4 separate regions of the Mus musculus genome follow, and all the other regions are linked to region 1. Evidence: chromatin contacts called from public promoter capture Hi-C data. All regions are on one chromosome and are shown on one strand. Each heading gives the region's core, a stretch centred on a gene start, on an enhancer-like site or on the middle of the called end of the contact. The rest is flanking DNA. Distances are from core to core; before and after follow the strand shown.

What was found. Promoter capture Hi-C pulls out the DNA fragments that hold promoters and counts their contacts.
Region 2: a contact with region 1 is called in a promoter capture Hi-C map of fetal liver, with 2.3 times the contacts expected there. The contact joins the promoter of Pde1b here to the promoter of Hoxc5 in region 1. A contact is called at or near these places in 4 of 39 promoter capture datasets (cranial neural crest, fetal liver, hematopoietic stem and progenitor cells and 1 more) and 1 of 115 datasets of contacts at active chromatin or transcription factors (trophoblast stem cells).
Region 3: a contact with region 1 is called in a promoter capture Hi-C map of embryonic stem cells, with 11 read pairs. The contact joins the enhancer-like site here to the promoter of Hoxc5 in region 1. A contact is called at or near these places in 9 of 39 promoter capture datasets (the SN4741 cell line, cranial neural crest, embryonic stem cells and 5 more), 2 of 15 datasets of contacts at CTCF or cohesin (the NIH/3T3 cell line and large pre-B cells), 8 of 484 Hi-C or Micro-C datasets (cerebral cortex, cortical neurons, embryonic fibroblasts and 4 more), 14 of 115 datasets of contacts at active chromatin or transcription factors (acute myeloid leukemia, bone marrow-derived macrophages, craniofacial prominence and 9 more) and 5 of 9 other capture datasets (adipose tissue, embryonic stem cells, embryonic tail and 2 more).
Region 4: a promoter capture Hi-C map of embryonic stem cells shows a contact between it and region 1, with 24 read pairs. The contact joins the promoter of Cistr here to the promoter of Hoxc5 in region 1. A contact is called at or near these places in 22 of 39 promoter capture datasets (the 3T3-L1 cell line, the C10 cell line, the HPC-7 cell line and 11 more), 5 of 484 Hi-C or Micro-C datasets (embryonic ectoderm and embryonic stem cells), 15 of 115 datasets of contacts at active chromatin or transcription factors (craniofacial prominence, embryonic basal ganglia, embryonic forebrain and 9 more) and 5 of 9 other capture datasets (adipose tissue, embryonic stem cells, embryonic tail and 2 more).

What each region holds. Positions count from the first base shown.
Region 1 is chr15:103,012,524-103,015,866 of GRCm38.p6, reverse strand. It overlaps Hoxc5 (homeobox C5), which reads right to left and starts at 1,859. Exons shown (of 2, transcript NM_175730.5): 1 at 1,332-1,859; 2 at 1-639. The coding sequence starts at 1,785. The coding sequence ends at 425. It overlaps Mir615 (microRNA 615), which reads right to left and starts at 957; the gene lies at 866-957.
Region 2 is chr15:103,501,485-103,504,827 of GRCm38.p6, reverse strand. Pde1b (phosphodiesterase 1B, Ca2+-calmodulin dependent) reads right to left here and starts at 1,794. Exons shown (of 16, transcript NM_008800.2): 1 at 1,456-1,794; 2 at 1,245-1,367. The coding sequence starts at 1,354. It also overlaps a transcript of Nckap1l not described here.
Region 3 is chr15:103,294,499-103,297,841 of GRCm38.p6, reverse strand. It overlaps Copz1 (coatomer protein complex, subunit zeta 1), which reads right to left. Exons shown (of 9, transcript NM_019817.2): 5 at 3,065-3,120; 6 at 1,232-1,309; 7 at 1,057-1,108. Among named protein-coding and RNA genes, the nearest start is that of Gm41406, 5.7 kb to the right of the region's middle. Within about 2 kb of position 1,796, at least 41 of the 459 cell types and tissues checked have an H3K27ac peak or open chromatin away from gene starts, as enhancers often do. A contact at or near this core is called in craniofacial prominence, differentiating embryonic stem cells, embryonic limb bud and 1 more, where this site is marked.
Region 4 is chr15:102,745,083-102,748,425 of GRCm38.p6, reverse strand. Cistr (chondrogenesis associated transcript) reads left to right here and starts at 1,517. Exons shown (of 1, transcript NR_104334.1): 1 at 1,517-1,985. It also overlaps a transcript of Gm36560 not described here.

The sequences.
Region 1 (3,343 bases), core at 610-3,109:
TCTGCCTGGCACAACCAGCCTTCAGCAGGCTGGTCAGCCTAGGCAGGAACAAAGAAGAGGGTGAGGCGGAGGTCGGGGAGAAGGGGTTACAGTCAGTCTGTCTCACCTTAACTCAGGCTAGCTGAACTAGGGCTCGGAGCCGAGAGAGGCAGCCCAGGCTGAGACTTATCCAGTACCCGCCCTACAAGAATGTGCCCCGGGCCTGGGGTGCTCAGCTGAGCTGAGGCAAGACAGGCAGTGCAGGCGGTCCTGCGGAACCCTGGGTCGATGGGGATTCGGAATGCCAAAGAAATGCGCTTTTGTCTGGGAGGCCCGGAGCCAGTGCTCTAGCCTCCGCCTCAAAATCTAGAAGGAGGAAAACCGAAAAGGAAGGGCGCAGGGACCACAGCAGACCGGGGTGCTCTCTGAGGGCTCCCTGCTTCCTCTAAAGAGCTTCTTTGCTCTTCATTTTGGAATCTTTCTTCCACTTCATCCTGCGGTTCTGGAACCAGATCTTGATCTGTCTCTCGTTGAGACACAAGTTGTTGGCAATCTCTATGCGCCTGCGGCGAGTGAGGTAGCGGTTAAAATGGAATTCTTTCTCGAGTTCCAGGGTCTGGTAGCGCGTGTAACTGGTTCGGGACCGCTTGCCATCCGTCTCTGGAACATAAATTCCCCCAAACCAGGGAGGGATGAATAGCGTGCAGCACTCCAACGTCCCACCCTAGTCCCAGGCCCCACCCGTGGTCGGAGGGAGTAGAGGTGAGCGCGGTGGGACAGGCCAGAAGGGCCGCAGGCGGGCAGGCCCGGTCCCGGGAGAAGCGCCTCCGCCTGGGCAGGAAACTTTCCACCGCCGCCTTCACTCTGCGGCCGGAGGGGCTGAGGGGGGATGGGGGGAAGAGGGAGACCCAGGCTCGGACCGAACAATAAGCACCCTCGAGATCCGAGCACCGGGGACCCCCCTCCCGCCCCTCCCGAGTCGCTGGAATCCTCCGGAGCCGCGAGCACTGGCCGAGCCGGCTCCGCAGGGGAGGGAGGGAGGGAGCCGCGGGGGGATCCCCACTCTGGAGCCCCATGCTCCTCACCCTTCAGATCCCTCTATTTTTTTAACTCCCTCCCTCTCCCCCCAAAATTGAATATTGCCTTTTATACACGTTTTGTTCCTATGATCCAATTATGTCGTCGTAAATTTGGGCGCACACAGCCTCTAAGCCTTTTAGTGGACAGTTTTACGAGCCATTGATGCCTGGATCGTAAAATTTATGGCCGCAGGTTTTTTTTCTTTATTTGCCCCGCATGGCCTATAAAACCCAGGCGGACCCGAGCGCGCAAAATGAAGTCCTAAAGTTTACCGTGGCTCATGTGCAGTTTGGTCATCCACGGGTAAATCTGTGGCGGGGCCGGTGGCTGGCTCAGTCCGGCAGGCTGCCCTGTCTGCGCCTGCTCCTCTTTGATCTCCCCACTGCTCTTAGCTCGCTCCTCCAGCGCCGGGCGAGCCGCCTTCTGACTGTACATCCCAGGGTTCAGAGGAGCCGCTTCGTCTCTGCCCAGAGCGTGTCCCGGAGCGGCCGCGGCGCTGCAGGCGGGGCGGTCGGGGTGAGCCCGGGGGTTGGCAGCCATGTCTACCCCGTGGAGAGAGTTGGAAGGCGCAGGCGGTGGGAAAGTGATGCTTAAGTCCAATCCGCCGTAGCAGTACCTGGATGCCTGCACCTCTGAGGCCGATCCATAGTTCCCACAAGTTTGCATGTTATAGGCAGGGATATTGGGGCTCTGCTTATAGAATGAATTGGCTACGTAGGAGCTCATGGCGGGGAGGGCCCAAAAAAAATTTCTGCACCCTTTTTGATTAAGGGTGATTTGTGACTCTTTGAAGTTGAGGGGGTTTTTGTTCTCCAAAGTGCACAATTTATAGGTGGAGATATCTCTTTCTTTATCCTATGCGCTCTTCCCAAATAAGGGAGCCTTAAATAGAGTCACGTGACTGGAGCGGCCACTCATAAATTTGGCTTGATGACCTCCGGGAGGTTAGTGATGGAAGCCGGCGAAACGCATCTTGATATGTTGGCAAAGCCCGGGGGTTGGGGGGGGGGGGATGAAAGAGAAAGAGAAGCAAGGGGGAGGAAAAAAAAATGGTTCTTGGAATTGGGGGGTAGTCGGGACAACGAGCTCACAGCGACACCTGGTGCCGACTCGGAGGAATTTCATCTTGTAGCATCGCTTGGCCTTCTAGCAGTCAGTTTGTGGAGAAGTTGTTGCTTGTTGGACAAACTAACCCATTGAGCTTGTCTTTAAAATTCTGCTTAAAATTGAGAAAGGATGAGGCCTTATTTATGAATTACACCGGTGGTTTTTGAAACGAATAGTGCCAGTTCCCTACCTCCAGAGCCTTCCAAACTTCAATGATGACTGAGAAAGAGAGTTGGGGTAGCTAAAGCCCAGCGTGGAGAGCCAGGAGGACATATCTTGGGTTACCTAAACTAAAGGTCAAGGTCTCTTGCTTGGGAGGATTGAACTCAGTTTTGATAAAGAGAAGCTTGTCTTGTATGCTTGGAAAAATTAACCTCTGGGAGGTAGGCAGGATACCCAAGAGGAGAGAGGGTTCCTGAATGAGCAGAAGCAGCAGACAGGTCCTGAGGCTGAGAGTCCTAGGTACTCTCTGGGATGTGACTGGAGGTGAGGGGCCAGGTGAACTTGGGTAGACTTCACAATGTTAGGAACCCTAACATGTTGCAAGAGGCAACATTCCTATGCATGTAACTAGACACAATGAACTGGAGGGCCCTTCTACAGCTCTGTGTGGTCTTCATGTGGTACCATGAGAATGCCAGATATTTCAGATGACCCCCAAGAGCATAGAGGGGCAAGATTGAAACCTCCACAAATATTATGAGCAAGGCAGAGATAAAAGTCTGCTTTTGTTCTTTTAGAGGTAAGCTCTTAGCCCAGGTTTCAAGATAGAAGGCTCATGGGGAGGTGGGTGGGCAGGCAGGGAGTCGGGCAACCCAGACACAGTCTTTGGCCAGGGTTTCTTCAACCTTTGGGTCCTATCCCCTTTCTTAGTCCCAGACCCTACTCTTTACTGCCCACATTTCCTCAGGAACTGAGGAACTCTCAGTCTCTGCCAGAACTCTCCCCCCAACCCCCGCTGGCCGAGGATCTGGAGGAGGGGGGCGGTGGCAGGGACCTGGAGAGTCTGGAAAACTCAGACCGATTTTTCCCCCTCCGGGAGACCTCCCACCCACACTTCTTCCCCTAGGCCCACTCAGGTTTCTATGCTGAGCCTTGGGGAAAGAAGGCTGGATCTGAAAAAGGGTTAGGGTCCTACTGTGCCCCTCATGCGCCAGGTTTGAGGAGAGAAGAGGCA
Region 2 (3,343 bases), core at 545-3,044, 490 kb before region 1:
GCCCAATATAAAGCCATCAGCTCATCACTGTTGGTAAAATATTTGAAGAACAAGACAGACATGGGCATCTGTCCACTCCCTACCTCCATTCCCTCTCTGTCAGAACCCAGAGAGGAATGGCTCAATACTTGCTGCTGAGGGAACTGGAGAAGAACAGGGTTTGGGAATGGTTACCATTTTGTTTCCTATCTATTCTCCTCTTTTTCTAGAGCTGCAGGGAATCTCTTAGGGAGATGTGCATCTTCTCTTATCTTCTGATTAAGAATCCACAGAGTGTTAGAGATTACCCAACGGCACCTGCCTGGGAGGTAAACATGGTACATGACCCAATCCTGTTCTGCTTTGAGGGGCAGGAAGAAAACTTCCTTTTCTCTCTCAGAATGGTGCATGAAACACCTGAGTTCGTCCTCTCCTCTTTCAGGCCTCTCCATGTACTCTAGTCCCACAATAAGGAATGAAGCTTACATGTGCTTGGAGATCCTGAGAGATCCTATATAAATAAAAAGGCTTTGATTAAGCCAATCATGTTGTTCCTATCAATCAATCAGTCTTCTTCACTATCAATCACCCGGTCCTCTAGCGCCCAGGTGACGGTTCCACCCACTCCTCCAGACCATTAAATATGCAATTTCCAGACACCAAAGCAGATGATCTTCTTAAGTGCAGGGCACCCTCATCCTGTTCCCTGTGGGATGCAGGGGGAAGAACGACCAATCCCAAAGAAGATATATAGAACCCACAGGTTGGCACAAATATCTCTCTGTGCACTAGATCCGCCGCATCGGTGTGCAAGTGCTCTTCACACCTCTGTGACCCATGAACACTCGTGCACACTGCATGTGATGGGTCTCACATCTGCACAACCCTGCACATGGATATGTGTGAGTCAGCCTGGCACCTCCTGAACGCTGCCTGTCTGCAGCCCTGTCACACCGCACATACAGTGCGCTGCCTCTTTGCGCTGCTGCGTGTCAGCCTGTCACCCAAAGGGCCGCAAACACAAGCACAAGCTTTGCAACTCCTAAACCTGCTCTAACCAACAGGCTCGTTCTGCCAAGGACCCATACATGTGACCTGGACAAGGATGTCAGGGCCATGTTTCCTCGCACCTGCCAACATGTGTGACCAAGAGAATCTACCTGCCTGGTTCCAATTGCAGCACCACATACACGCAGAAAGAGAGTTCAACACGCGCACACACACACACACACCGCCCCCCCCGCCCCCCCCCGCCAGAGACTCACAGAGACCGTAGCTTAATCCACATTTTCTTGCTGGGGGCTGACTTCAGCTCCAGGGGTGACGGGCAATCCGACTCCAGCATCTCTGGAGGACTGCGGGGGGACAGCTCCATGCTCAGCCACTGTCTAGAGAACAGAAGGAGGAGACAGCCCCTCTGCTCAGCTTCGGACCCTTACCGAGAGATCCTCGCCCCTCATCCTAGACCCTTCCCACCTGCGGCTGGCGTGGACCAGCCAGGCCGGTGTGTTTCTGCTCGGCCCAAGCTAGCAGGGCTGCAGTTCCTGCGGCTGCTTCTCTCACGCTACCCGGCTGAGCTCTGGGCTCCAGCTTCCAGCTCTCCGCGCCGCTGCCGCCGCCACCGCCGCCGCCGCTACCTCCGCCACCGCCGCCGTGCGCTGCCACAGCCGCCTCCTCGCCTCCCTCCTCCTCCCCCGGCCAGGGCCCCCTCCCTTCGCTCCCCTCCCTGCTCCTCGACCCGCCCGCCCGCCGGTCTACCGCGCAGTGTAGCCACTCCTCCCCCTCGCCTAGGAGCGCAAGAGAGCCTAGGGGTGCACACACTCAGAAGCGCCCAAGGGCGAGCGCGCTCACAGGCGCCCAGTACGAGTGGCTGCTGCGTGTGCCCTTGCGCGCGGGGGGGCGGGGAGAGGGGTAGTGCGTGTTGACAGCGCGCGCGGGCGGCCCGCAGGACTTCGTGTGGATGGTGGGGTGGTTCCCTCTGGGTGTGTTCAGAGTTTCTGTGAATGCGCGCATGTGGTCCCAAGATTCCACGCGTGGCTGGTTGCCCGCGTATCCTCGGTGGTCCTTCTTTCTCCCTGTAATACCAGGCCGTGGGTGGAGTGAAGCCACAATCCTCAGAACCTAGCCAGGCCAACCCCCACACGCCGCGGTCCTGTCTTTGAAAGGAAAAGTTCTGGTGGCTCGGAGCAATGCTGGCATCCCACAGCTGGCCTCAGCTCCCACAACCGGGTCTTCCGGACCTGCCTCCTTCGCCCGCCCAGAGGGAATTTCTATGTATTTTAAAGCTCTGCAGATCAAGCAGCCCCCATGCCTTCCTTAACTACCCAGTAACTGCACACAGACAGGAAAGCAAGCCTGATAGCTAGCCTGGCCTGCAGGCCTGCAGCCGTTCCAACTGACTTCATTTTATTCTGCCTTCAAAGGAAAAAAAAAAAAAAGTAAGAGCTAAAGGCCCAGTGTAGAACAGCCTCTCTGCTGAATAAATATTTTGTGACACAAGAAAGTAGAATTTGAACTCAAGACTGTGTGACAGGGCAAAACCTCTTCCATCCTACCGTGTCCCACCATGGGACCCAGTTCTGTCTCTCTGTTCTCTGAATGAACACCTACTTTGGCACCGTAGAAACTCTCATGCAATCTGCAAATAGAAATGGATTCACTGACTGCTGGTTTTCTAACAAGCCACTAATCCAGGGTTCCAGAATGTGACTTTTCATTTCAAGAACTCTGGGGTTTGGGAGGAGGGGTGACCGGGAGGAGACATATATTCTAAACTATGGAGTGGAGGCTCCTCTTTTCTCAGGTGAAGGAAGAGAAAGGATCAGAGGGGAAGTGCTAGACTCCCACTGTGAAAAAAACTGCCAGGAGAAGCAGCCACTGGGAAGCACAGAGATAGAAAGCTACAGCAGAGTTGGAGATAGAGCCAAAAGTGACAAGAATCTTGGGACCTCACCTTCTGTCAATCTAACTTCAACAAACATCACTGTTCCCTCCTCTCCAGAGAAGCAATCACAGACTAGAGACCTCAGCATCTGAGACTCTATCACTCTTGCACAATGTAGTTTACAGAATTTGTGAGCCAGCTCCTTTATCACCTGAAGAAGGGATTTGCTGGAAACTACACAAGAATTAATTATGAACTAGGATTAGAGTTAAAATGCTCTAACTCAAAAATTTCATTAGAACTAAGGATTTTTCTGATACAGACAGAGTGTTCAACTGGTGAAAGGGAAGAAGGGTTCCAGGGTGAACTTTCAACATTTCAACACAAAGATAATTTCAACATGTCAACACAGTGACATGCTCAGCTCTCCTAGGCTCCCAATTCCTGACCCTTTTAAGAAAGGGGTCATTGATAAAATCT
Region 3 (3,343 bases), core at 547-3,046, 280 kb before region 1:
AAGTGTTCTTTTAAACTGAAGGAAAGGCGAATGCCCTAACCTTCTCGGCCCACTCCAAAGACTGAGCCAGAGGGACTGTGAACACAAAGGATCATTTTATCCATCCTCCACTTAAAGGCAGGATGACTTCTTAAAAGATTTATTTCATTCCAAGTAATCAGCAGGATATCTGATCCTCACCTCCCTCAACTCTGGGGTGGGGGACCTGATTCCCTAGCCGGAGAAGACCTTCCCTGAATATCAATATGGAGGTGGTGGTGGAGGGAGCCAGGGGTAGTTAATGGATCCCGCAAGGCCTGACGGGTAACGACTGCATGTTAATTTGAAGAAATAAACTGCTGCAACAGCAGCCTGAGAAGAGAGAGGGGGGAGCAAGAGGGAAGGGGCTCTCTCTTGCCACATAGAGACATATGTTAGAGGAGAAGATTAAACTATGCAAATGGAGCCCACGGCAGTTAAGGAAGAAGACTTCCCATTAGCCAGCACTGGCAGCTTTCACTCTGTGGAGGTCAGAGCTGGGACGTTCTGGGAACTGGTAGCACACCTCTGCTCAGACATTCTGCACCATACAATTTACAGGTGGATTCTCTGCACTGTCATCTCCCAGCAGACATGAAGACTCCCAGCAGAAATTAACTCAGTGAGGGCTGAGGTGCTGGCAATTACGAGGTTTCTGAGGGCTCCATCGGAGTGAGACACTCCTCTGCCTCTGGTGACTGGATCTACCTCCAAAGAGGCAACAAGTCAACCTCAAGTTCCTTAACAGTTTTAGAACCATGAATATTAAGGTTTCTTTTACTTCTTTGTTCATTCAACATATTAAAGTGACCATTTTGTGGAAAGACCATATAATATGCTAGGTGCCACGTTAGAAACATAAGTGAGCTCCTCTGCTTCTCTGGGACATGGAGATGTAGAAGCCGGGAGAATGATACATTCGTGTGAAGAGGACAGGAGAAGGTGGGACCTATGTATAAGCTGACCCTCAGCTACACCCACCCAGCAAGCCTGGCTTGGGAGGATCCGTGGAGAGATGGGATACACATCCCTGCTTACCCTCAAAGCCACCCGGTGCACCACTTGCTGGGGGTCGCTCTCTAGGATCACCCTACAAACACAAAGAAGACGGTTGTTTGCTCCAAGGGACCAATTTGCTGTAAGTCAGGTTCACTAGCTGAGGGGCAGCCACCTCCCCTCCCCACTCCAAATACGGGCAGGGCAGAGAACTCACCCTCCATCTACAATTTCATCCACAGCCAAGAAGAGGCCCTCCATGTTCTCCAGCAAAGCTCGCTTTTCTACATTTTTCCTGAATCCCCAAAAGAAGAGGAAAAATTAGGTTGTGTGAGAAAGGAATTCTGGGATACTGTCTAAATAAGGGATCCTAACCCTAACCAGTAACTGCCTCCACCACCCACATGTAGAAGGGAGTGAGGTGAAAAAGAGCCTTTTATACCACTGAACAGTGACCAGAGTCTTGACATTCTGGGGGGGATCCCAAACAGCTAACTTCTGACTCCTAGGCTACTTATCCAGCATGCTGCTGCTGCTGCTGCTGGTGGAGGTGCTTGTAAAAAGACATAGAAGATAGGAAAAAAATTCATAGCTCATAATCTGGAGTTGGTGATGGTGGAAAGGTGGGAGGAGTGGGAATGCAAAACCCTCTGCGTTCAAGCTCCTTCTGAAGTCTCTCTGCCTCTCCCCTCCCCCCAGGTCTGTTCAAACCCTAAAACAAAGGCCAAGGAGGGGCTGGGAACAGCCAGGGGCTGCATCTACCAGCCTCAGATCCGGTGGTTGGTGCATGTGGCCTGTCACATCCGTCAGTATGACTCTTTCTCTAGATTACCCGAAATGAAGTCTATTCATTCACCTGGCTGGGAAATAAATCACCCCCTTCCTGAGGAAACCTGAGCCTCTGGCTGCTGGGTTGTGGGCTGAGAGCACCCGCTGTTCTACTCCACATGGATTTCTAAAATGTGTTCACTTTTAGGAGCTGCTGTGGCTGAAGTTCAGAGCCTTGAATGTTTTCAGAGAAAGTATCTTATATCTTCCCTTGCTTGTGTGCGTGGGAACAGAGGGCTACTGGGGAGGTAGAGGGCAAAGAGCACAGTGGGCCCATTCTGTGTCCAGGGAAAGACTATAAGGGCTAGCAATGGAAAATTGTGGTGTTTCCTCCTTTTCCAAGATAGGGAAGTTTCACCTGGGTCACTGGGTCACTTCCCTGGCCTTCCCCTCCTTCAAACCCAGCGGACAGGCCTAGGAAAGCATCTGGGGCTCAGAACACCATCAGAGTTACTGGACATGACAAGAGTAGGTACAGGCATACAGACGAGGTCCGAGTCTGTACTCCAAACTACTCTTGAAGCTGAAGCAGGGGTTACATGTTCAAGGGTTGCCTGGGTTACAAATAGAATCTTAAGACAGCCTGGGTAAATTTTTATTTGTGTATCAAAGACTCTAAGGTTAAAAGTTGATGTCAAGACACAAAAAGGCTTGAAAAGCTATAGATAATCAACCTCTCGATTATTTTAGAGCATCTGATATGCTCTGCTCCCAACTGAATCTTAAGCATGATGTGTTCTGGTGACAGGATTACGGTTCCTTTACATTAGTTTTCAGAATCAATCTTTCTTTCTTTCTTTCTTTCTTTCTTTCTTTCTTTCTTTCTTTCTTTCTTTCCTTCTTTCTTTCTTTCTTTCTTTTTTTTTTCCCCCTAGGACCTTGTCTTAAATTAAAAGAAAAATAAAATAAAGAAAAAGTTTAGGTGAGAAGCTCAGTGGTAGAACAGTTGCCTACCCTTGGTTCTAATCATCAGGGCAGCCAAAGGAAACAGAGAATAGAGTATTCTTCCTGAAGGACTCTCTTTCCTCCCTCAGTAAGAGAATGATTCCACATGAAGACCATTCTCTCCACCTAACCCTCCACTCAAATTAGTTATCCACAAACAGCAAGTCTATGTCTTACACTGAACCAATTCCCCAGTGTGGCTCAGATTTCCCACTAATCCCGGGCTCTAAGGAATAGGTATTTCCCTTCCAAATTTAAAATGAGAATGGCTGCTCACCTCAGCATCTGGCTCAGGGAATCGAAGAGGCAGTTCAGAACAGCCATAAGCATCAGCTGTTGAGAAAGGAGAAGGAAGGTTCAAGGCCCTAAAACTGCTACCCCAAAACAGACCTTCCACTTTTTATTCCTCACCAAAAAGCATAAGCTTTCACAAACGGCCAGAGACATAATGTGAAGGGCAAACACAACAGCAGAAGGACTCTGGCTTCTCAAAGAAGTTAGTTCTACTAAGCAATTCCACAAGTAGAGGCTTCTTTTTTTTTTTTTTTTAAAGATT
Region 4 (3,343 bases), core at 268-2,767, 270 kb after region 1:
CCTATCGGGGAGTAAAAATCTTAGCAACCCACTGCAGCCTCCAAGAGTGCGTAGCCCCACTACTTCAGGCTAGGCATACTAGATTGGGTCCTGTCCTGTGGTATCTGGGGTTTTTGTTTTGTTTTGTTTTGTTTTATTATTGTTGTTTGGTTTGGTTTTTTGTTTTGTTTTGTTTTGTTTTGAGACAGGGTCTTACTATGTAGCTTTGGCTAGCCTGTGTGTAACTCCCTGCCCTAGAAACCATAGAGTGTTGCGTGCCTCTGCCTCCGGAGTCCTGGGATTAAAAGTATGTGCCACAGTACCTCTCGTTGGCCTCTGGGTTTTAATTTGCTCAGTCCTGTGTACTGATCTGCGTTGTGTCCTTTGTTCTGTGAGTCCGTCCAATCGGAGCTTTGGTGCAGGTGTTCAGTTGCTCATGTGAAATTCCCTTGAGGCCTATTACATCTGAGTTTACCAGTCCTTTGCTCAGAATTTTAGGTTACAGAGACAGGAGCAGACTGAGGAGGAACACGGAGACTAAAGAGGGCTAATATTGATTGAGTGAATACTAGGTGCCAAGGTCGCTACCTTCATCATCCCCCGCGCTATTTCTCACAACTGTCTCACAAAGCACTAAAATTACTTCCCACCCTTCACAGGGTATCAAGGCCAGGTAAGAGGCCACACGTGAGGGACAAGGCAAGACCTAAGGTCATCAATAGCCAGCCTGAGGAATCTTGGCTAAGACTTACGCGCCTGCAAAATATGCTTGCAGTTTAGCTAAAAGGTGGGGAAGAGAAAGAAAGCTAAACCACTCGGTCGGTTCTTAAGTCCAGAACAGCCTTGTTAATGGCTAAGGACAAAGCCGCACCTAAACCTTCGGGTCTAAGTGCCTTGGGAGGAACCCTGGCAGGAGACGAGGGCGGGAGGGAGGCTGGCAGGCTGCTACATCAGCGGGCAGAGAAATGGCGAATACCCGGAGCGAGACCGAGGCATCAGGCCACAGGGCCCACTAAGGGCGGATGACTGCGTCCAACAGTCCTCGTCGATGTATGAAAAGGGACCCGCGGGGAAGAGAGATCCTGTAGAGAAGATGGGGAGACTGCGGCAGACAGGGTGTGGGTTCGAGGCAAGGGGAGGGCGAGAGCAGAACCCCTCCTCTGAGCTGTGGGACGAGGCCCGCGCGCAGAGGAGGGCAGACCCTAAAGAGCAGGCGGGTGCGGGCGGAGACCTTCAGCTCAAGGACACCGAGCCAGGCGGGGTGGAGTGAGCAGCGGCCCTGAGAAGCCGACAAGCGCCCAGCGCTCAGCTCCAGGGCAGAGTGTCTCGGCCGCCCCCGCGCGCCCTCCCAGCCCGGGCCGCGCGCGCCCGGCGCTGGCATGAAATTGGCTGCAGCCGTAATGAGTCCGCGCGGCGCGGAGGAGGCTGAGGGCCCGCCAGGGAGCCCTGTGCGCCTCGTTTAGCTTGTTTATTGTTCAGGCCTAATTAAAACGTTCCACCGCTCTGCGTTTACATCCGCCCCCCGCTAATGAATTCGCGGCCGCCGGGCGATTTCGGAAACTGCCGCGGGCCGGAAGGGGGTGGGTAGGAGGCGGCCGAGCTGGGGAGGGAGCGAGGGTGAGGACGCCCCCGCACGCATCTCTTCCACCACCCCAGGAGGCTGCAGACGTCCCGCGATTGGCTCCGAAGTCGATGTCTGCTTCCCCAGCCGCAGCGCCCCAAACTGGGACAGGCATTTGGAGGCGATGGAGATCTGGTCATAGCCAGGGGAAGGAAAGCCAGGAGCCAGAGTAGGACCGGTGCGCCCAAGGCCCTGATGCTAGTGAAGGCCTACGCGCATGAGCGCACCTGCCCCGGGAAGCGCGTCCACGCAGCATCTGTGCGCGCTATTGTCATGTCGGTCTCCCTCTGGCTATTTCTCCCCAGCAGTGATAGTCTGAGCCGGGCTTGCAATACTTCTGGTCTTCCTAGCTGTAACTGTTTGCCAGTTTTGCTGTCTGCCTCCTTGTCACGACCTCAGAGAGGGCAGATGGAGCCAGTGGAGAGAGAGAGAAAGAAGGCTCCATTCCAGCCCCGCTGCTCCTGCAGACACCAGCACGCACACTCAGGCACACATCGCCTGTGAATTCACTTCTCACGATGCCTTCCGCCGCATGTAGCCAAATGAAATACTCAGAAAGCAATGGAAATATTACTCACACACGACCACGTGGAAATACACAAATGAACAAACACGCTCAGACATAGCTGAATGCCAGTCGCACACAGATGGAAAGACAGGAGCCTGGGGCATAAAGCCACATGGCACAAAGCTACTTGGATATGTATGCCCCTACACACACACACACACACACACACACACAACTGCACACCTATCCAGAAAATTGTGCACAAGTGCCATCTAACACATGTCAGTGTGCCTTCCAGAAGGCCCCAGTTCCTCTTAGAAATGGGATCACCCAGCCTGCCTCTTGAACCTGCCTCCATTCTATCTATTCCAGTTCTTTGTACCCAGCCAAAAAGAAAAAAAGCTGTTCGCTGCGCTCACAATTTGTCCACCCTCCTCAGAATGGCCATAGAGAAGTACTTGTCATTCTGTTTCATGCACTATTGGGTTTCTTCTTCCACACCCCACTCCTAACTCTGCTCTTCCAGACAGCTTTCTCACATGAACTCGCTAGCTCTCCTTATACATTTACCCTAGTCATTTACCATTTTCAGTCTGATATATCTAGGGGATCACCAAGTTACTTGCACTTGAGTGTGCTCTACACCAACATGGACGGGGTTATGAGCCACCCTTGGTGGGGATGGATAATCAGGACAGGGCAGTTCTTGACTATCTGATGCCACACTGGGGTGTGAGCGCTCTATGTTTAACAGGCAGAAGACTGGAATCTCCAGCGGCAGCTGCAAGGTCTCCTGTCACATCCGACAAGGTTCTTCAAAATGGCTTTTCAGAGCTATGTGGAAGGAGGGGGCACATGCACACACATACACACACATGGTGTCTTTCCACATTCACCTTGTACTTAACTGGAAATATTATTCCCTGGCTGGGCCTTCACCTTATTCTCCAGCCGTGGTTCCTAACAACACTTGACTGTTTTCAGAATTTAGATCCACCCCTAAAGGATACAAATTTGCCTCTGGTGAGAGACTGCTCAGAGCTACACTGCAGGCTTTAAGGCGATCCCCAAAGAGGAATTGCCAGGAATGACCCAGCGACCGCAGCAGTGTAAGTGCTACTTAGAATGAGATGGCACGGCCCGGAATAGATGGGCTCTCTGAACAAAAAAGAAAAGCAAGGTCACCCTAAAATAATAGTAAATAAATAAATCTTTACCTCCCCAACACACTGCTG